Linked DNA regions of Mus musculus: all the other regions are linked to region 1. The links are chromatin contacts, called in public HiChIP or PLAC-seq and promoter capture Hi-C maps. All regions are on one chromosome and are shown on one strand. The core of a region is the stretch at or near the end of the contact, and the rest is flanking DNA. Distances in the headings are between cores, read along the strand shown.

Evidence for each region. Promoter capture Hi-C pulls out the DNA fragments that hold promoters and counts their contacts. HiChIP or PLAC-seq counts read pairs in DNA pulled down with a chosen protein or histone mark. Capture Hi-C pulls out chosen DNA fragments and counts their contacts.
Region 2: a promoter capture Hi-C map of adipose tissue shows a contact between it and region 1, with 4 times the contacts expected there. The contact joins the promoter of Maf1 here to the promoter of Micall1 in region 1. A contact is called at or near these places in 2 of 9 other capture datasets (adipose tissue and liver).
Region 3: a contact with region 1 is called in an H3K27ac HiChIP or PLAC-seq map of double positive thymocytes, with 5 times the contacts expected there. The contact joins the promoter of Tob2 here to the promoter of Micall1 in region 1. A contact is called at or near these places in 1 of 39 promoter capture datasets (hippocampal neurons) and 1 of 115 datasets of contacts at active chromatin or transcription factors (double positive thymocytes).
Region 4: a promoter capture Hi-C map of pre-B cells shows a contact between it and region 1, with 3 times the contacts expected there. The contact joins the promoter of Bop1 here to the promoter of Micall1 in region 1. A contact is called at or near these places in 3 of 39 promoter capture datasets (liver and pre-B cells).
Region 5: a contact with region 1 is called in a promoter capture Hi-C map of liver, with 4 times the contacts expected there. The contact joins the promoter of Dgat1 here to the promoter of Micall1 in region 1. A contact is called at or near these places in 3 of 39 promoter capture datasets (hippocampal neurons, liver and pre-B cells) and 1 of 9 other capture datasets (liver).
Region 6: a contact with region 1 is called in a promoter capture Hi-C map of liver, with 3 times the contacts expected there. The contact joins the promoter of L3mbtl2 here to the promoter of Micall1 in region 1. A contact is called at or near these places in 1 of 39 promoter capture datasets (embryonic stem cells) and 1 of 9 other capture datasets (liver).
Region 7: a contact with region 1 is called in a promoter capture Hi-C map of liver, with 6 times the contacts expected there. The contact joins the promoter of Ppp1r16a here to the promoter of Micall1 in region 1. A contact is called at or near these places in 2 of 39 promoter capture datasets (hippocampal neurons and liver).

The regions. Positions count from the first base shown.
Region 1 is chr15:79,107,528-79,110,486 of GRCm38.p6, forward strand. Micall1 (microtubule associated monooxygenase, calponin and LIM domain containing -like 1) reads left to right here and starts at 1,456. Exons shown (of 16, transcript NM_177461.1): 1 at 1,456-1,902. The coding sequence starts at 1,757.
Region 2 is chr15:76,349,840-76,352,798 of GRCm38.p6, forward strand. Maf1 (MAF1 homolog, negative regulator of RNA polymerase III) reads left to right here and starts at 1,455. Exons shown (of 8, transcript NM_026859.3): 1 at 1,455-1,820; 2 at 2,581-2,713; 3 at 2,807-2,935. The coding sequence starts at 2,631. It overlaps Sharpin (SHANK-associated RH domain interacting protein), which reads right to left and starts at 1,271. Exons shown (of 9, transcript NM_025340.2): 1 at 642-1,271; 2 at 216-390. The coding sequence starts at 839.
Region 3 is chr15:81,856,795-81,859,753 of GRCm38.p6, forward strand. It overlaps Tob2 (transducer of ERBB2, 2), which reads right to left and starts at 1,532. Exons shown (of 2, transcript NM_020507.3): 1 at 1,142-1,532.
Region 4 is chr15:76,475,817-76,478,775 of GRCm38.p6, forward strand. It overlaps Bop1 (block of proliferation 1), which reads right to left and starts at 1,433. Exons shown (of 16, transcript NM_013481.2): 1 at 1,313-1,433. The coding sequence starts at 1,405. It overlaps Hsf1 (heat shock factor 1), which reads left to right and starts at 1,546. Exons shown (of 13, transcript NM_001331154.1): 1 at 1,546-1,901. The coding sequence starts at 1,785.
Region 5 is chr15:76,510,458-76,513,416 of GRCm38.p6, forward strand. Dgat1 (diacylglycerol O-acyltransferase 1) reads right to left here and starts at 1,537. Exons shown (of 17, transcript NM_010046.3): 1 at 1,098-1,537. The coding sequence starts at 1,324.
Region 6 is chr15:81,662,417-81,665,375 of GRCm38.p6, forward strand. It overlaps L3mbtl2 (L3MBTL2 polycomb repressive complex 1 subunit), which reads left to right and starts at 1,473. Exons shown (of 17, transcript NM_145993.5): 1 at 1,473-1,608. The coding sequence starts at 1,585.
Region 7 is chr15:76,670,211-76,673,169 of GRCm38.p6, forward strand. Ppp1r16a (protein phosphatase 1, regulatory subunit 16A) reads left to right here and starts at 1,433. Exons shown (of 12, transcript NM_001358933.1): 1 at 1,433-1,552. It also overlaps a transcript of Foxh1 not described here.

The DNA of each region.
Region 1 (2,959 bases), core at 206-2,705:
AACTCACTCTATATCCAGCTTACCTTCAACATCCAGAGACCCACCTGACTCTTGATTGTTGGGATAAAGGTAGCCACCATATCAGGCTCCAATTTATTTTTGAGACAGTTTTATATTGTAACCTCAGGATTCCTTCAAGCCATGTATGAACACTTGAGCCATTCTGCCCAGTTTTTTTTTTTGGGGGGGGGGCGGTTTCAAGACAGGGTTTCTCTGTGTAGCCCTGGCTGTCCTGGAACTCACTCTGTAGACCAGGTTGGCCTCGAACTCAGAAATCCACCTGCCTCTGCCTCCGAGTGCTGGGCTTACAGGCATGCACCACCAATGCCCAGCTTCTGCCCAGTTTTTAAGTTTTGAAACAAGTCTCTTGTAGCCCAGGCTGGCAAGCACCTCTCGGGCATAAACTACAAGGCTCTATCTTCATTTTCAAGATATGAAACTATAATTCAAGGTGACACAAGATCACGTTGCTGGGGAGGGAGGGAACCAGGATTTGAGCCTGGGTTAACAGAACTCCAAAATCCTGTTTCAGATGACTAAAACCCTGTTCATTCCCTCAGAAGGGAGCAGCAGACTCATTCCTACAAGCTACACATAGGTCAGAGTGATGTCACCATCTCTGCGGGGCTGATTCATCAGCCTGGGTTTATTTAGGAGGCGCCTCTGGGGGAGGGGTCTCCTGGTGGGGTCTTGAAGAAACTATCAAACCAGGCGTTGGAAGCAGAGGTTTTCCTCTGTGTCGGTTTCTAGGTCCTTTCAGCAAGAGCCCAGCCATTCTAAAAGTTGAAGAGACAGAGCCCCGGAAGGATCTATGATCCCCTAGTTTACACGGAGAGAGGGAACCAGAAAGGACCAACTTGGTTGTGGGGTCCCCAGCCTGTCATACTACATAGCTCTCTGGCCTGGTGGTAGTAAAGGTGTTTGGATCCCCTAGGCAGGCCGTGGGGGGAGGGGCGGGCGTTCGAAGTGTTGTAGCGCGGTGGGGTATGGAAGAAAGCTGGTGGCCATCTGGAGGTCTGGGATCTGTGGGGAAAGTGCCTCGACTTTCAGACCAGTCGTGGGTGTGGTTCAGAGAAGTCAGTGAGGAGAATCTGAAGGTTCCTAAGGGTGAGCTTGAGGCAGGCTAGCAGCAAAGCCAGAGTGTCCCACCTCTTGGGGTAGGAGGGCCTGGGGAGACTGCGGGGTGGCGTTGGGGAGGGGCTAGCCAGCGAGGAGTTGTCCCTTCTTCCAGGAGGGGCTCCCCAAGGGAAGGGTTGACTCGATCTGGAGGAGAGGGGCTATGTGGGGCGTCCGCCCTTCCGGGGAAGGGGCTCGACGGCGGGGGCGGGGCCGCAGGGTGGGGCCCCATCCTCCTCGCGCTCCCCCGCGACGCGGGCGGGCAGGGGCGGGGACGGAGGCGGTGGGCGCCCGCGGCCGGCCCACAATGAGGACAGCGGGCCGCGGTGAGTAAGCGGCGGCCGCCCGGGCCGGGCCACGCGGGGCGGAGGCTTCGCGGGCAGGTCGGGGCAGGCTGGCCGGGCGGGGTCGGGAGCCGAGTCCGCAGCCCTAGCCGCGCCAGAGCGGAGCGAAGACACCGAGGCCCCGCCCCGGCCGCCGGTGGCGCCCCGACCTCCGAGCCGCGCCGCAGACACAGCCGGAAACTGGCCCTGCCGGAGCGCAAGCGGCAGCCCAGTGCCACCTGACCCCGAGTCGGAGCCACACGAACCGGAGCCCAAGTCCGAGCCCCAGTCCGGGCCGTCTCCGAGCCGGGCCTGCCATGGCGGGGCCGCGGGGCGCTCTCCTGGCCTGGTGTCGCCGCCAGTGCGAGGGCTACCGCGGCGTGGACATCCGCGACCTGAGCAGCTCCTTCCGGGACGGCCTGGCTTTCTGCGCCATCCTGCACCGGCACCGGCCCGACCTGCTGTGAGTGCCCGGGGTGCGCGAGCGAGCACGCGGGGCTGGGGACCGCCGCTCCCCTCAATGACGCGGTGGCACGCGCCGCCCTGAGAGGTCCGGGACCTCACACCCGCCGCTTCTGAACGCGGAGCAGGGCCACCCGAGACCCCAAGACCGTGCACCCCCTCCCCCACCTCGGGCCACTGGTGTCAGGCTCTGACCTCTAAGAGGGAACTCTGACCCGTCCTTCGGGACGTCGTTACTCTAGGCTCCAGCAGAAATACTGAGCCTCGCTTCCTCCATTGGCGTCAGAGCATAGTAACCCCAAACTTGACTGTAGGAGATGAGAATATGCCACTCCCCCAGTTAGGCTTCCTTTAAGTTCGAGCTGGTCCCCGGGTGCTCTGGGAGGCTGACTTCTTTCTAATAGAAATTTACATCTTTGTAAGGGCACCTACCGGAAAGGGTCTTCAGAAAGAATGCGGCCCCAGATCACTTCCTACCTGGGAGAAGCTGCCGGGCTTCGGCTTTACTCACTTCCCCATCCTTCCCTCCCCTAGAAGACAAACCCCATTCCTTTCTATAGATAAGCGGCTATCATCCGGCACAGCAAGTCCCATATTTTGTGGGACTTCCGTGGGAATGTAGGTCATTAGTTTTAATTCTCTCTTCAGCTAGTTTGCCATTTACATTTAAGGCGCAAAGAACCTAGAGGGATGGAGGAGAAAGCTTTTGTAAGGCACTTTGGGCAGATACTCTGTAGGGCACTAACCCCGTTTCTGGCACAGGGTTCCTAGCTAAATGGCTGTCAGGTGACTGCGGGTACACTACTTCCCCAAACCACCTCGATAGGAATCTGTCTAGGTGTATGGTCCCGCGGCTCTGCTGGTTACAGTGGGGAACAAAGATGGAGCAGAAATTAGGAGCCAGGCAGGGGAGGTCTCTAGTGCAGCTGACAACTGCCAATCTGAAGCTTCCGGCTGGAATGTGGATCCCTCCTACCTGAGCTTCTCAGAAGGGTCTCCCCGGAAAATATAATCAGACCCACAGGACAACCAACCGAGGCGGCCTTCTACTCAGCTTT
Region 2 (2,959 bases), core at 205-2,704, 2.8 Mb before region 1:
TACAATCCCATTTTCCTTAAACTCTTAGTCCTGCAGCAATGCTTGCTCTTCTTTTTCTTACTTGTCTGGTACTGGGGTCAGCTCTTGAACCTCTTATTTCTCCACTTCCTTCCTCTTGGAAGCCTTCCTAGGTGCCCAGCTTTTCCATCACTACCCCCAACCTCGACCAGGTGGCCCGGACATATTCAAATAAGCATTTATTTCACAACACTGACCATTTTGTCCTTCTGCGGTGGCATCTCGCACCAGTGCTGCCCACTGCTGTGCTTCCTCGGGGTCGAGGAAGTGCACGCTGAAGGTTCCAGGACCTCCAGGGGGAGGCTGCAGCTCGTGTTGGTTAGGCCCACGGACGGTGTAACAAATAGCCTCCAAGGGCCATTCTAAACTGACCTGAACAGGGAAGAGTACTCGGTCGGTGGTTCCTCTTCGTTACCCACACGAATGTGAAAGGAAAAGGAACGAGGTAATCTTTACGGCTCTGAACTTTTCTCGCCTGTTATCTTACCAATTCCTCACAAGATTTGTAAATTAGGTATCAGCATTATTCCCACTTTTACAGGCAATCAAGAAAAATAACTGCTTAAGGACTGTCGTCAAGGTAATCGAAAGAAAGTTGATTCCAGAATCGGGCCCACACTCACCGCCCCAGGCTCGGTGCCTAACAGTCCTAGCCGGAAGCGTCCAGGCCGCTCAGGGTCCGCTATCAATTGCAGCTTCCGCGGCTGCGCTTCGGCATCCTGTCCAGCGCCCAGGGGCCTGACCGCCGCGTGCACTGCCAGGAGCACCACAGGTGAGGCAGGGTCTGCAGCCACTGCCGCACCGCCGGCGGGCGGCGACATTTCTGATCCGGCGGAGTCCTGACTCTCCGAGAGTGCTTCCGTGATAGAGAACTGTCGAGTACTTCCGCCGGCCAGAAACTCGGACTGTGAGCCTCGGTTCCGGATGCCCCAGAGCTTGGAGAACAAGAAGGACCCGATGCTGCGCACTACCAGAGCCTGATGGCTCGCTAAGCGATAGGAATGGTCCCAGATCTCCAGGCACGGTCCGGCCAAGCTAGTCACCTTTCAGCAGGACCCGAGACAGTGTCACAGACCGGTCACCGGTCACAAAAAGAAGGCAAGGATGAACTTTTCTTAAAGGTTCGAACGAACGACAGCTGCTGCCCTACACAAGACAATACCAGTTCCCGGAAGGAACCAGGCACCAATGCACACAAACACACATAAGCACAGCAGAGGCTCTTCGTAACCGTGGACCACTCTAGGAAGAGGGTTGGCTCCTGGGGGCGGGGCGGGCATGGTTCTAACCAATCAACACCAAGAGGGGAGGCGGGTTCGTTAGCGAGTGCGAGACAGACAAGCTATGCAGCCAGTAGAAGTGGAAGGTGAAGCCGAGTGGCGGAGGAGTCCACCAATAAGGTTTCTCGTGGTCTGGCCCTGTGGTTAAAGTGGACCATTCAGAGGAGTGGGGTTGGGCCCGTCGGACGCTTGTTGTTGTCGGGTCGGGGGAGGCGGAGGTCGCTGTTTCGTTCTCTGGCTGGTACGATCTCGGCGGTCCGCGGCAGGTTGGTCGCGAAAGCGGGCGTTGCAGGGGGGCGAGGCTATGTCGCGGCTGCAGCCCGTATGGGCCGGCAGGGCCTGGAGTAACGGGACGTCGCCGCGAAGCTTCTTCCCCCGGATACAGTGCGGCCCGAGTGGAGGCCGCGGCGCCGCCCTCCAGTCCTGAGGAACCCGCGCTGCGCAAAGCCCGCGCCGCCGTCACCTCGGCACCGACACTAAACAACCCGTCTACCCTGGCTTGATCTAGCCCAATTCTGGCAGGTGGGTGTCCGCCTTGTGCGCCAAGCGGTCCGGGCTTGCGGGAACCACAGTCCCCGGCGGGCCTCGCGCTGCTGCAGTGCCTCATGGGACTTGTAGTTCTTATGCTGCTTGGGGCTGGAGCGCCTCTCTTGGTGCACTGCCTCCTGGGGCTTGTAGTTTCCCGCTACGAATCTGCTGGTACCTCTAGGCTTGCAGGGCAGCAATGCCAGGAGACCACTGGCCTGCGCCAGCAGAGGTGGTGTGTCTGCCCATCCTACACACTTCGACGTACGAAGTACGAATTAGGCATACTTGCAAATAGAATTGAAGAATTCATGGGTTTCCTCCTCTTGACAGGAAGCAGTGAAGCAACCCATAGAACCCGGGAGGAGCACCCATACAGGTGACCCTCAAGGCTTGAAACCCCAGATGCCCCGTTCCGAACCGGATAGCAGGTTCTTATTGAGGACCTTACAACAGTCTGAGGATGCCTGCAGAATGTCAATGGAGTAGGAATGTCGAGAGTGGGTGGGGCCCCCAGCCAGCCCCAGTATATAGTACTTGAGATTGAGGTAGAACCTGGACATGCCATGCTCATGCATAGGATCATCTCCCTGTCAGCCAGTGCTGAGTTCTCAGGGGCAGGTAAGGTGAGGAAGATGAGCTCCATGGTGGACTCAAGGTTAGCTCGAGCTGCAAACAGTACTCTGCTAGTGGGTGGAAAGGCTGAAAGTGGAGCCCTTTGGAGCTAGGTAGCCATGCTGGCTTCCCACATTCCCAGGTAGTGCTGCCCTAATCCCACTGGCACAAGAATCTCCCTTCCCAAAGGACATGAAGCTATTGGAGAACTCCAGCTTTGAGGCCATCAACTCACAGTTGACAGTGGAGACTGGAGATGCCCATATTATTGGCAGGTGAGGCTGGAGGCTCTGGGGATCAATCTGTCAGAGATCACTATCGTGGGCCTCGGGGTTAGCATGCTTCATGACTCTGCCTGCGTTCTTTAGGATTGAAAGCTACTCGTGTAAGATGGCGGGAGATGATAAACATATGTTCAAGCAGTTCTGCCAGGAGGGCCAGCCCCATGTGTTGGAGGCACTGTCCCCACCCCAAACTTCAGGCCTCAGTCCCAGCAGGTAAGCTGAGGTGGAGACTACCTT
Region 3 (2,959 bases), core at 282-2,781, 2.7 Mb after region 1:
CCTAGTAGAGCTGTGAGGAGGCACCCGGTCGACAATAAAGCCCGAAGCCGGTAGTGCCCAAGCCTTACCCCACTTTTAATACAAATCTGAGAAACCAGACCCAGGTAAAGGAAATGGGGAAAGGTTCCCAGGCAGGCAAGCAAAATCCGTACATCTGAAACCCGGGCATCATCCAATATTCAGAAAGTCTGAGTCTCCTCCCCATTACAAGGCCTACCCTAGGACCAGACTTACCAGATCCTCAGCAACCCTCCCCGGCAGGGTGTTAAACCTCCCTAATCCTGCCTCCCACACCAGCTGTTTTCCCCAGTGCTTAAGTGAGGCATTGGGGGTAGGCGCTCAGGCAAGCAACAGGATTTTTATTGTTGTTAAGAAATCAAAGAGAAACCAAACCCACTCCCAGGCCAGGGTGGATAGGTTAGGGTGGATGGGGGGGGGGGGGGTAGGTTAGACACCGAACTGGCACCGGAAACCCTGTCTGCTGATCCCAAAGCCTGCTGTGTGAAGTTCTGGTTGCTCCCAGGGGAGGGGATGGCTTTTCCCTTTTCCCTCCTTAGATTTTTGGTCAAGGGCGGAGTACATCCCCCTCAGACAGAAGGGGAAGTTTAGGAATAGAAGAGATCAGACACAATTAATACACTATCCGACAGGCTCTTTGGGTACTTTTTTTTCCGCCTACACAAGTATATAAAGAGCTCAACCTGCAATGAGTTCTTGCTCGGCAACCCAAGGGCACTCTCCACTAACCGGCCCTGTCACCAAGAAGGGGATGTCCAAATTTCCCATCTCACAGGTTCCAAAGGGACAGAAACAGACTGTGTTAATAATCACCACCCCGCACACGTGAAAAGCAGCCGAAAAATAAAGATAGAATCCCCTCCCTTCCCATAATTTATTTAACTCTGGCCAGAGTTTGGTTTCTGGGGGGGGGGGGCAAGGAAAACATAACGAGTGAGGCGTGAATAAATGGGGAAGGAGGTCAAGGAGGAAACGCTCTCCGCTTAGGAGAGGGCCGCACTCGAAACTAGGTACCCCAGGATCAAAGAGAGTGATGGAGAGCGAAACAGGGGCGGATCCGGAGAGGGGCAGCAGGGGAGTGGACCAGTGTGGGCGTCCCCCGCCCGCAAGCCCGCGCACTCACTCGGGTCTCCACGAAGGGTCCGCTCTGCAGGCCGCGGGACGGAGGTCTCTCTCCCAGCTTCCCGGGCACCGCGAGGCTGAGGGCCACGGTGTCCTTTTACGTCGTTTGAGGGTAGAGAGGGACGAGGACCGAGCTCATGTGATTCTTTCCGCTGTTTTTGGAGGTCGAGCTCGGCGGCGACGGCGCGGGGATGGCGGACCCGAGGATGGCACCCGTCACGCGGTGGATGGAGGCCAGCCCTGGATGTACTCGTCTGGCAGGTCCTGTCCTTCTGGCCTCTCGGTTCCCACGACACTCAGTCTCAACGACCTGCACCTTCCCGCGCCTGGGCCCGAAGTGAGCAAAGTCAATGAAAAGTTTCACCCTCAGCAACCCTGCGCATGAATCTGCTTTCCCCACCCCTGCGTGATGCGTCCCTCCGCCCAGCCGGGGCGGGGCCGGGACTACTTTTCCTCCCTTGGCATCTTTAACCCCTCGCAGCCCAGTCGTAGGTTGGGATTCCAGGTTCTGCGGGAAGTGTAATAGCGATCTTCTCACCTTGTCTCCTCTAGACCCCTCCCTGCCACGTCCTCAGCGGGGCTGCTCACCCTCGGAATCCTTCTGAGCGCCTTAGCGCCGGATTTCTTCTCTTAAGACTCCAAAGCAGTCTGAGCTCGCCATGTACGTTTTTTTCTTTTTTTTTTAAACCGGTGTAGACCAACCCCGGGGAGGGTAGGGACAGACCTGGAACACAACAGGCCATTAGGAAGTAGCCTGGGACACAGTGGCTGTTGCTGGCATCACCGGGGCCCTGAGAACTCCAAACCCTAGCCCCAGCTCTCAAAGTTCCCTAAGACCTAGACGGCATGACTCTTCAGTTCTGACGGTCCCCGTGACTTGAACTCCCCGGTTCCGATTTGTTCATTCTGAATTTGGGGAGACAGTGGCACGATGCCACCTCCAGGAAGGTTCTGGATCTGAGTGTAGGCTAACCTGAGTTTACCAGTGTCGCCCTCCTGGTGGGGACGTGGAAGATCGAAGGGAAGGGAAGGGTGCAAGAAGATCGAGGGTTAGAAAAAAGAGCGGAGCACCGGTTAGTCATGCACTCCCAGCCCGGAAAGTTGGGTCCCAAACACCATAATAGGGCTGGCCACGCGCGACCGCCGCCCCTCTGCTGAGGTCCTCGAGCTCTCTGGAGCAGGTTACCCACGCACAGGAGAGCATGAGAGCCGCGCTCCTTCTAGCAATAGTCGCAGAAGAAGCGCCAGCCCTGGCAAGGTGAGCAGGGTGTTCATTAAGCCCGACAGCACCCGGCGGCGGCGAAGCGAGGCGCACCCGGGCCCGGATTTTGGTCACGCTTTTTCTACTCTGTGGCTTTGTGACAGTGCAGGCTCAGCGATGAGGGGGTCTAGGATCTGTGGCGGGTTGAAACCCTAGGAGAACTGGACTATCAGACTAGGCTGGAGGACCGCTGGCCTTGTGTACAGTTCCCCTAGCCCCCGCCTTAGTTCGCCTATTTTCCAATTCAACAACCCCTCCTCTTCTTCTTTTTTTTTTTTCTTGGGGGGGGGGGTTCGAGACAGGGTTTCTCTGTATAGCTCTGACTGTCGTGGAACTCACTTTGTAGACCAGGCTGGCCTCGAACTCAGAAATCAGCCTGCCTCTGTCTCCCGAGTGCTGGGATTAAAGGCGTGCACCACCACGCCTGGCCAACCCCTATTCTTTATTCACGTTCCTGAAGGTTCCGGTGCAACGGCAGTCTCCGAACCCACGTGGGGCGGTGAGATCGGAAAGTTTCCAGTTACGAACTGTGTGCGTTTTATTTTCCTTGATCACGTA
Region 4 (2,959 bases), core at 183-2,682, 2.6 Mb before region 1:
CATTGTGAACAGTTTTCTATCACTGACCTCCAAAAGTTGAACAAGTACTTGAACACTGGAGGAAGCATGTGACTGCACCTAGTACTCACACTGTAGACCAAGCTGACCTCGAACTAACGGAGGTCATCTGTCTCTGTCTTCTGAGTGCTGGGATTAAAGATGGGTGCCAATGCCGCTGGCTAGTTCTTGTCTACCTGAGTGGCCTTCGCTGCCAATCATCACAGTGATCACCTGAGTTTCCATAGATGTCACACTGACATTCTCTTATTATTGACATCTCTAAAACTACGCTACTTGTCATACTAACAAGTAAAAGTACTGCACGCAGTTAGGGCATAAACAACTGACTATTAAAGGCTTACTGCCTAGAACTACACAGAGGGAAAAGCTTAGGGGCGTTTCATAAAACAAAGGGACAACTTACGTAGTGGTTCTCAACCAGTGGGTCACAATCCCTCTGGGGCGAGCAACCCTTTCATAGACTATCCTGCATATCAAATAATTACGATTCATAACAGTAGCAAAATTACAGTTATGTTTTCTTTTTGGTTTTTTCGAGACAGGGTTTCTCTGTGTAGCCCTGGCTGTCCTGGCACTCACTTTGTAGACCAGACTGGCCTCGAACTCAGAAATCCACCTGCCTCTGCCTCCCAAGTGCTGGGATTAAAGGCGTGTGCCACCACCACCCGGCAAAATTACAGTTATGAAGTAGCAGCGAAAATGATTTTGTAGTTGGGAAATCACCGCAACACGAGGAACCGTATTAAAAGGGCCACAGCATTAGGAAAGTTGAGAACTTTGAGGATCCAATTCAGTGGAGTCAGCTGTGCATGCCTTCTACCACCTACATTTGATGAATGTAGCAAGCCTACTGAGCTTAGCAACATGGACTAGCAATGGTTCCATGACAACCAGTTCTGGATGCCCTGGGTTCCAATCAGACTTCCATAATCTCAAGTCCTCTTTTGATTCACAACACACCTGACATGCTGGCTTGGTAGCACAGCACGAGCGCAATTACAACCTTTCCCAGGACAGGAAGCACAGATGGAAGGTCCAGAGACTATGGTGAGGGGACTCTTAAAGGTCTCTCCCTTAACACGGTTCAAGCCACAGAACTATCCCCCGGGTTCCAGCGCCCCTCGGCGCAAGTAATGTTCTGCTGAGAGTTCCAAAATAACAGCCCAGACTGGACGATCAGGCTCTAGGCGACCCACACGACACTACACGCTGCGCCACGGCCCGGCCTCCCTGGTCTTGCCAAGTGCCTGCATGGTTCCCAGAGGGATGCTGTCCGCTACTTGGAAGTTACCTCTTGTATCTGCAGCTCCTGATCAGGTTCCAAACGTCGTTTCCCCGGCAGCGATGCCGGTGACATGTGGGGCTTACCACACGCCCCCGCCATGCTGCGCCGCGCCGGCTACCGATCTACTGCCGCTTCCGGCAGCGGGAGCGCCTCGTGTGCCCCCAGCCAGGCTCCGCCCTACCAGGCTCTGATTGGTGAGCAGCCCGGGTGAAGCCATCTTGCGCAGGCGTAGGGTGCGGCGCAAGGGCTGGGCCGGCAAAGTAGGCAGGGGAGATCACGGCGCCTGCGCACAGAGGCTACAGGTCTGGCCCTAGCGAGAGCGCGCCGGTCGCAAGATGGCTGCGGCCATGCGAGGCCTTGCTGTGTGTGCGCAGCGGGCGGCGGAGCGGCCCGGACGGCAGGGGCAGCGACGACACTAGCTCAGCCTTCAGCCACTCTTCTAAAAGGCCACCCCAGCCTCTGCCTGCTTTCGTCCGAGATGGATCTGGCCGTGGGCCCCGGTGCAGCGGGGCCCAGCAACGTCCCGGCCTTCCTAACCAAGCTGTGGACCCTCGTGAGCGACCCGGACACAGACGCGCTCATCTGCTGGAGCCCGGTAGGAGCTGGCATGGGCCGGAGCGGCCTTCGAGGGAGGGTCCTGTGGCGGGAGGGGACCTGCTTCGGAGAAAGCGGCCTGCGAGTTAGTCGGGCTCGCCCGGGTTCAGCCATCCTGGCATCCTAGAGGGAGGACGCCGCTGTCTGGGGAGGAAGTGCGCCCCGCCCCCAGAGCCACTCACGGAGAGTAGGCCGAGACCCCAAATCATCCTACATTTCACCCGGACAATAAGGACGGGGCTTCCAGTACAGGGTCTTTGCTCACAGAGAAATAGTTCCCAGAGTCCGTCTGCGTTTCTGCTTTTTAGGCAATCATTCAGAATAAGTGGAAGGCCTAAGGAATGCATGAGAGAAGAGCGAGAATAGGAGGATGTGGAGCCTAAGCTCAGCCCCGATAGTCTCCAGACGCCAGAGCAGTTTTGCCCGGCCCTCCAAGGGCCGTGTCGAACCCTGTTCTGTTGCCTGGCAGCGGACTGTGTACACCGCACACCCTGCTGGCCCTGCATCTCTGGCTGGCTTGCAGAGGTCGTTCCGTGTTTGTGTTAAGTTGGAAAGTAGAATCTGCTGTTCACATGTGGATTCTGAGGGCCAGAGCGCGCAGAGCTAGCCGATGGTGGTGGCCTGAAGACAGGCCACCCTGATTCAATGGGAACCTTTGGAGGGATGGAGGCGGCTAGGTGCCACCACCTTGACCTTCTGCAAGCCAAATCTGGCGGGTCTCTCGGTCTCTGCGGAGCACTGCCCCCTCGCACAAGTTTCTTAAGCTGGCAAGAATGGAGAAAAGGCCTGGGTGGCAGATGGAGGCCAAGGCTTCTGGCTCTCAGTTGCCTGTTTGTTTAAACTCTGCTCTGCCTAAAGGGTGTTTTGGGAATAAAGAGAAGACTAGAAAGCACGGAACTTCACTTTTCACGAGACGGTCTTTGTGATTATCCCATGGGCTATCCGTGGGCCGCGTTGTTTTCCTGAATGCCATATTCAGTTCACAGCCTGTCCTGGATTTCATACACCTGGGCAGAGAGTATGATCTTACCTTTCTATCTTTCCCCAATTTACCCCCCT
Region 5 (2,959 bases), core at 287-2,786, 2.6 Mb before region 1:
ATGGGAGGCCAGCCTCTCTCAAGACCAGCTTTGATTTACAGAAAATCATGATCCCTCTAAGGAGGGCCAACCTCCTCCCCCACTCTTGCCTCCAAGGCCTCCTTACCTGACCTTTGTTCATAATATGCCATACCTGCCTCACACTGAAGTTATCTTATCTCCTGGGTGAACTGTGAACACCCTAGGGCAGCTGGGGCGTGGGGGGCACCGTGCCCACTAGAAAAAGATTGTTGATACAAAGAGAACCAGACTTTGCCACCCTAGATAGCCACTTCCTCCAAGCCCCTCAGGTACTTCCTAACCCAGAGCTACTAAAGGGTCCCATGATGATCACCAAAAAGAGTCTCAGGGCCGGCTTTGTAGGAGACAGTCTCCATTTCTTCAGCTAAGCAGGGCCTCTCCCATAGGTGTGTTCATACCAAACCTCTCTCCGGTACTCCAACCACGGGATGAAAGTCTCACTTAGTAGTCAGCTCTGCCCCTATAGCCCGAAGTCATTCTGGTAACATAAGCTGGGCTTCCTTCAGGCCCTCCTACTTGCTGGAAGAGGGGTGAATAAGCCATGCAGCCTGTTAGTACTAGAAAGCTTCCTGTACTGTCCTCTGCCCCGAGCAAACGCCCATACCCATCGCCTCAAACAGGCGTGTGTCCTCTGGAGCCTCTAGCAGCCTTCTCTACCCACAGGACACCCCTCGTAGTTTTTGCAAAGGTAACTCTTCATCATAACCCTCCCTGGAAAACATCAGCCTCCTTCCACTGAAGAAAGCCCATTCATCTCCACCCCCCACCCCCCCGGGGCTCACATTTCCTGCTACCCACTCCTCAGAAAGGACCTCAAGGGACTCTGCCTCAAGGTGTGCTTACTTTCCTAAGCAATATGGAAAGGGGGCTGCTGCCCACTCCTCTACCCAGACTCCCTGGTCGGCTACACGACCACACCTGGGTGACCTTGGCAAGTGACCCTCTCCCCAAAGCCCGTGTCCCAGTACAGCCCCAGGGGAGCCCCGGCCGCGTAACTCGCAAAGCTGTGGCCAACTTTTAAGAACTAGGAGCGTCACTGGAGAGGTCAGATGTAAGGGGATCAGGCACTCCGCTACCTCAGATCCCAGTAGCCGTCGCCCACGCTGGTCCGCCCGTCTTTGTCCCGGGTATGGGCTGGAGCCGGAGCCGGAGCCGGCGCGTCACCCCCGGCGCCCAAGTCGGGGCTCACAGCCGCGTCTCGCACCTCGTCCTCTTCTACCTTGGGCCCACTACCACCCTGGACGGAAACCCGCGAGCCGGTCCTCCGACGCCGAGAGCTTCCCGCGCCTCCGCGGTCGCCCATGGCTTCGGCCCGCACCTCGTCGCGGCCCAGTCGTGCTCCGCCGGCTCTCAGCGCTTGGAGCCCGCGGCCCCGCCTCTGGACCCTGAGCAACGGCCTCCGCCGCCGCCCCCTGCCGGCCTCCGTAGCCGGCGCAGCGCACGACTACCTCTGCGACGCTGAGGCTGCGATGCTGCGGAGCAGCTGACTGGCTGTGGCGTCAACTGGAGAGTCCATTTGTAGTCCGAGGCCGAGCGGAGGCGGAGCCTAATCGAAGACGCGGAGCACGCTGGGAGTCGCGGGAGCAGAGCGCGGAGCCTCCTGGGAGTTGAAGGCACCGGGAGCTGGTGACGTATAGCACTCTGGGAATTGCAGTCACAGGCTGGCAGAAGCAACTAGTGTGCAGCTTGGCTGTGAACTTCGGTGGAAGAGGTCCGAGGTGCTGTCTCACTGCGAGGAGCAAGCGGGAGGAGAACTGCCCCGGCTCCTGGCTCCCTGGCAGCTACGCACTTCCTCTGACCTCTTGCTTGCCTCTTGTCCCACTTATGTAAAAACATCCTTTCGTCATCCCCAGCAGCGGTTTGAGTGTAGGTCATTTATGAAACTGCGCTGACGTCTTGCGGTTCCAAATCCATTTTTGAGCGCACAACCGACAGACTTATCTGCTCTGGCAGCATCGTTCTCCGAAAGATCCCTAGCTGCTAGGCAGGAACCAGTTTAAATGTACCTTGGAGCACATAGCCTGTCAAAGGATCAAACTGGAGAAATACCCAGCTTCGCATTACAGCAAATGTGTGCAACTGCCCAGTTAGTTAAAAGAAGCAACTCACCAGTCACCATGGCCTCTTCCTCTACCGCCCCACAGTGCTGTCGAGGGCCCGACAAGCAACGTGCCTGATTTAGACACCGCCGTGCATACATTCTAGACCTGAGGAAGCACCTAATTTCCTTCAGAAACACTATAAAGGACCAAGGAGAATAGTGGCTTTCTCTTCTGGGGAATAGCAGGCCTAAGAAGCACCTCTATAGGACAAGGTTGGTAGCCTCTCCTACAGGATGCTACTAGTCTTCCTATTAAGCTCCCTCCACTTCTGTAGTATCCACTGACTCCTTCCCTCAGGTCACACTTTCTTCACGACACATCTCATGATGAGCAATCTGGGCTGCCCTGCCGGTGGTGTCTTTGTACATATGCAGAGAAAAGCGAACCCAGGCTTGGACTTTTGTGGATCAGAGCCAACCTGGTCAGTGTCTCCGAGCATTCCTTTGTTGCTGGCCCAGTCTTTCATCTGGTCCTTGGCAAGGCAAGGGCTAGGTCTTTGTGAATAGTGACCCCAAAAGGAGGCAGAGTGAAAGAAAAAGTCTCTTTGGGAGCCTGAAGTGAAGGTAAGTCGTGTGAGCTCTGCCATGCCTTTCCCGCTCCTTCCTCTGTTAAGTGAATACGAGGCTTCCACATTCTCCTGGGCTAGCACGTTGGCTACACCAGCTTCCAGTTTGAAACCAAAAACTAAAAGTGGAAGGTTGAGGCCTAGGCTGCCACTAAAGCCAGAGATGAATCCACACCATCCAAGAGAATGAAAGTCCTCCTTGGAGACAGCTATTCATTGACATTCAGCCTTACAGCTGTCAGCCTCCAAGAGGCCATGGGAGTGAAGAGAC
Region 6 (2,959 bases), core at 223-2,722, 2.6 Mb after region 1:
TTTGTTGGCACTGGCCACACATATGGTGCACAGTCATACGTGCAAGCAAAACTCCTATAACACATTAAAAAAGTAAATAAATAAAAATTTAAAAATAAAAAGCAACGCAGAGAGGCAGGGAGCTGGGAGTGGGTCTGGGAGCCCTCACGTAGGATAAGTAAACTAATCCAGACCTGTCTGAACTTTAGATGCTTGTAAGGCCATACAATTCCTGAGAACCCAGGATGGGAAGGAGTAGTTCTATAGGGGACTCAATCCACATGTATACTCCAGTTGGCAAAAGCGTTGACTTCAGGTGTCTTCTTCAATCTCTTGCTATCCACTGTATCGCTGCTGGCTGGTCAGCAGGCCATGGGAATCCTTCTGTGTCTGCTTACCTAGTGCTGGGATCACAGGCATGCTCTGTCATGCACTGGGGGGCAAAACTCAGCTTTCCATGCTCTGGCTGTACTCACTTACAGGCTGAGTCATCTCTCCTAGATTTAAGGTTATAACATCTATCCGTATAATTTATTTGTGGATATGGGGGTTTTGCTGAATGCATATGTATGGACCATGTTAGTGCTTGGCGTCATCAGAGGCCAGAAGAGAAAGTAGGATCCACTATAACTGGGTTTATAGAATTTTGTGAGTTGTTCTGGGTTCTGGGAATCAAACCTGGTACCTCTGGAAAAGTGGCCAGTAACCACTGAACCATTTCTCCAGTCCAAGGCTTTTTTTTCCCCATTTATTTATTTAGCTTGTGTGTTTGTTTTATGTGCGTGACACAAAGGTCAGGACAACTTTGTGAGTAGCTTTTTGACTTCCAGGTTTATGTTGTGGCTCAGAGATTTGAACTCAGGTAGAAAGGCTCATGGAACAAGATCCTTCACCTACTAAACCATCTCATAAGCCCCAGCGAGCAGACGGACATAGAGTTTAAGAATATTCCTGTTCCTGTCTGAATTGAAAGAGGGATTAGGCATTTCTGCTAGGCATTCCTGTCCAAGAGCACCTTTACTTCCTACCTGGGGAGAGTGTGAATTTTTGTCTGGGGCCCCTGGGGAGAGTGCGAATTTTTGTGTGTGTGGGGGGGGGGCTGGCACGTCCAATCCCTTGTGCTCAGATGGTTTGAAATTTGACTAAGAAAGGACAAAAACAAAAAACAAAAAAACCCGCCGGGCGTGGTGGCGCATGCCTTTAATCCCAGCACTTGGGAGGCAGAGGCAGGCGGATTTCTGAGTTCGAGGCCAGCCTGGTCTACAGAGTGAGTTCTAGGACAGCCAGGACTATACAGAGAAACCCTGTCTCTGAAAAAACAACAACAAAACCCTAGAAGTACCCTTCAGGAGATTTCGCATTACTAAGGCAACGACCCTTTTCGTGCACCCAGGAGAAAACTACAACTCCCCTAATCCTCACGGCTACCCAGCCCCTCCTTAATGGAGGCGGGGCGCGGGCGAGCGCGGAACCGGCTTCCTATTTCCTGCGGCATGATTGGCCCGCAGCTCGGGCGCAGCAGCCAATGAGCACACTCTCGGAGAGCGGCGAGGGCAATATGGCTTCCTGCACCTGGTGACGGTTGAGGGAATTGAATTTGGTATCATGGAGAAACCGCGGGGCACTGAGGTAAGAGGGAAAGGGCTCAGCCCAAGCGGGAAGGGGAGCCCCAAACGCCTCGCTCGGCGGACGCGCCGTTTTAGCGATGTCTTAGTGGTGGACAGTTGCAGGATTGGTAAACTGAGGTACGGAGCTTAGCCTCGGCCAGAGGCCCCCGAGGTTCCTTTTGGTCTGGTGACGAAGGAAGGATGGCAACGCCTCCCTAGCCAGGGGCAGGGAAACTGGGCTCTGAACTTTGTCTTGGTTTCATGGTTCTGAGCTTTAGGATCGTGCGGCCTGTCCCTTCCACGCGGGAAGTGAAGGGAGGAAGATCGGAGTTGATTCCTACTCCACGCTGGGAGCGTTCACGTGCTGGTCTCCCCGTACGCTCACAGCCATCTTCTTTAGGGAGGGATTAAAACAGCCCTCTGGGTCGACACAGCTGCAAAGTGCAAGAGGTTGTCACCAAGTACGTCAGTTTCCAAAACTGCGTTACGCTTTTTCCGTGGTACCGCAGCCGGTGACCCACCGCACCTTGCATTTGAAGTCTCTTGCCGTTTCCTAGCGGTAATAATTGCTAAGCTTTATTGAGCACTGTTGAGTGTTTTACGTTTATCATCCCTTCCCAAAATATTATTAAATAGTGGTGTTGTCTTTATTTGGTGGAAACCGAGGCAGTGCATTTGACTCGCTGTGCATCGTACAGCTAGGAAGCACTAGAGATCGTATTTGAACCTTGGCCCAAAGCGTCATTCTCTTTACCTCTGTCTTGCCCAACAAGCTAGGCACGTTTTTTCCTATTACAAGCTAGGTACGTTTTTATGTAGCATTTCATCGCTACCTCACATTCTGTGAGCCAACAGCTGTCGTGGATGAGAAAATTGTCCCACAGACCTTAAGTGACTTGCCCCAGGATCAGTAGCTGATTTCAATCAGAGCTCAACTCACGGCTGTGGTCCATACCACCATACAATTAGTCATCTGACTCAAAGCCTCCTTGGGATAGCCTGGGTCTCAATTTTCTCAGTCTTTTTTTCTTTTCCCTGTTTTCCTTTAAGGAAGAAAACAGGTTTATTGGATACATTGCAAGGAGCAGTGGTCTAGGCAGCAGCAAGAGGGCCTGGCAGTCTTAAATTTGTTTCTGAGTTGAGATCATTTGGATGTACATATACAGAAGAGGGAAGAAAGAGTTTCAAATGCCTTCTAGCCCAGTAAAAATTTTTTGAGGTGCTTAGGATATTTCCACATTATTGTGTAGATCTCTGATCCCTGGCAGCGTTTTTTGACCTGATAGTGGTGTGGAAACAGTATCTTTTCAATAGATGCTGTTCTTTGAAATTGGAATTTTGCTCTGTACCCAAGCTACCAGTATGAGGGGTCT
Region 7 (2,959 bases), core at 183-2,682, 2.4 Mb before region 1:
GAGAGAGATGGGGAATTCCCAGGGGTTAAGACAAAGCAGCCAAAAGAAGTCAAGCCTGCCGGGCAGTGGTGGCGCACGCCTTTAATCCCAGCACTAGGGAGGCAGAGGCAGGCGGATTTCTAAGTTTGAGGCCAGCCTGGTCTACAAAGTGAGTTCCAGGACAGCCAGGGCTATACAGAGAAGCCCTGTCTCAAAAAAACAAACAAAAAAAAAAAAAAAAAGAAAAAAGAAAAAACAATAACAAACAAAAAAGTCAAGCCTTAGGTGGGGAGTCTGCTCAGGACTTGATGGGGGTGGGGATACAGATTGACAGACCTTCTGGACCAAAAAGGGAATAGAGTCTGTCCTCAGGAACAAGAGGAGGATACAGAGACTTAAGTGATCTTCCCATGAGTATGTTGTAGGTGCCCATATAGGCATGGCCATCTAATTGGTGGCTCTATTCTTGGGCTCAGTCACCATCTATGTTCTAAGTTCTCCTGGCTACTACAATGGGCAGCTTTGCATTGAGGGTCTGATTAGAGCGCTGATGGCAGAGGTTGGTGTCAGAGCCAACAATCCAAGACCTTCATGAGCACTAAAAGCTTTTGAGAATTCACCTTTTCCTGTGAAGCCCCTCCCCATTGTACCATCAACAGGACAGAGACCCTGGCAGGTGCCAAGGAAGGTACAGTCATGAGTGGAGGAGGGAATGGGGACACACAAGGAGGATGAGCACAGTGGGACTTCACTTCCTCTGACAGTTCTGCCCCTGGCTGGGTTGTGATCTTATCTCAGATTCTTCTTTTAGCTCTCATCTGTCTCCCCTCCCCACCCCCAATCCTATCACCTCCTGCCCCTCTGCTTTTCGTCCTCAGAGCTCTAGCTGAGAGTTCCTGTGTCTCACCTGTCAAATATCCCTATGGCCTCAGACCTATTCACTAAAGAAGACATTCTCTCCTGCAAGTCTGAGGTCTCCCTTTCCACTGGTCCTTCCTTGGTTCCAGTTAAAGCCTGGCTCCTTGAACTGACATTCAAGGCTCCTCATCGGGACTGCTTCTCCCTGATCACAGTGTCCCAGGGTCCAACCATCACCCAAACTGCTGCCCATCCTCTTTCGAGCAACGAGGGACTCCTACCCTTTAATCAAAGGATAGGATAAATAAAGATCACCCTTCCGGGAACACCTGAACATTTGCCCTTCCCGCCCTACCCCGGACATCAGGGTGTTAGTACCACAGAATAGAGCACGGGAATTAAAAAAAAAAAAAAAATCTTCCACAGTATCAACCAATCAGCTACCGGAGCTGACCCCGCCCCTGTCAATCTACAGTGGATGACTCTGTCCCTGGAGGACGCTCCTTAGGCCCCGCCCTCGCAAAACGACTCAGCCCAGCCTTCCCGCCCAGCCTTCCCGCCCAGCACCGCGGCTTCCGCTCGGGACACCTCGGGCCGGAAGTGTCGCGTTGCCATGGCGAGGATGGGCGCGGGGCCCGCCCCCGTGGCGCCTGGAGCAGCGCCGGGCTCCAGGGTCGGCCGGGCCGGGTTCAGGGAGCGGCCAGGGAGGTTCCAGGTGAGAAGGCCGGCGATTGTGAGTGAGGGTCGGGTCTATCTGGGGACGCGGGGGAGGCCCAGCACGGCTGGGCGGGGCATAGCGGGTGAGCCAGCGCCGGTTCTTCTGCGGCCCGGTGCTGGCCCGGCAATGGAGCGGGTCGTGAGGGGCCTGCAGAAGGGGCGCCAGCGAGGCGGCCAGCGGAGGGTGGGTTTTTGTTGTTGTTAGTTTTTGTTTTTGTTTTTGTGAAACCTATCAGTGAAGGAAGTTCTTGCAACCTGTTGGTCGGGCAAATCCATCGACAGTCTTCATTCTGACCTTAGGACCGCGAAGGGACTTTCCTGTGCTTCATGTGGGCTTTGGTGTTCAGTCAAAGCACACTCTAGAGCCTCTTACGGCTTCAAGTGCCCCTTTTCTGGAGGCTGTGCCTCCTGGATTGTGGTTGGGAGAGGAATGTAAATGAGCTTGTGAAAACTGTTTGGGCTCCTTTGGGTTCCTGACGGAACCAGTGCTAGAGGCTAGAGACAAGGAGGATTAATTATTACGGGTGCAGAAGAGAAGTGTGTATTGGCTTGGGAGGTAGAGCAAAGTTAGCTGACTCCTGACTGCTCCACTTTTCTTCCATATCCTTACTTGGGTGGTGAAGGTAGAGGCGAGAGGGCAGACCTCAGTGAGCCCTCTTGGGTGTCTTTGCTCCCTAGGTCTTCCCTTATAGGATTGGGGTTTTCTTTGGAGGCTTTGTCTTGCTTTAAACACCCTGGCTCTTTAGAAGGCCACCTGATTCACTTCATGGAAACCAAAGCTGCCACTAGCTCAGCATGAGAGCCGGTTGGGTTGAGGGACTGGAGGCCTAATGAGACCTGCCCTAACCCGCTGGCTTCATGTTGTCATGGTGATGGGACTTTCAGGTCTCTCAAGGGCTGCTAGTCTGCCTCTGTTGCTAGTTTTTGCCCAAGGAGGTTTTTTTTGGGGGGGGGGGGCGGGAGGCGGGGAGGGTTTTCCTCTCCTAAGGCCTGGTTTGACTTCCTTCCCTGTTGGCTCAGGCCTTCCTATTCCCCGCCTCTTTTTTTTTTTTTTTAAGGAATAATTCTTTTAAGTATTATTTATTTATTTATCGTTTTGGGGTGGGTACATGCCATGATCCACGTGTAAGTGGTTAGAGGATATCTTTGTGGATCTCCTGGAACTGTCATTTTGTAGTTGTGAGCCACCCTGTGGTTACTGGGAACTAAATCCTGGTGCTCTGGAAAAGCAGCCACCTGTGCTCTCAAGCTCTGAGGCATCTCACCAGTTCCTTTACTTTTTGTTTTTGAGATAGGGTCTCACTATGTAGCCTAAGCTGACCTTAAACTTGCCGTATAGCTCAGGCTAGCCTCAAATTTGCTGCGGTTCTCCTGTCTCTTAGGTGTGGATAAGTCATCCAACTCC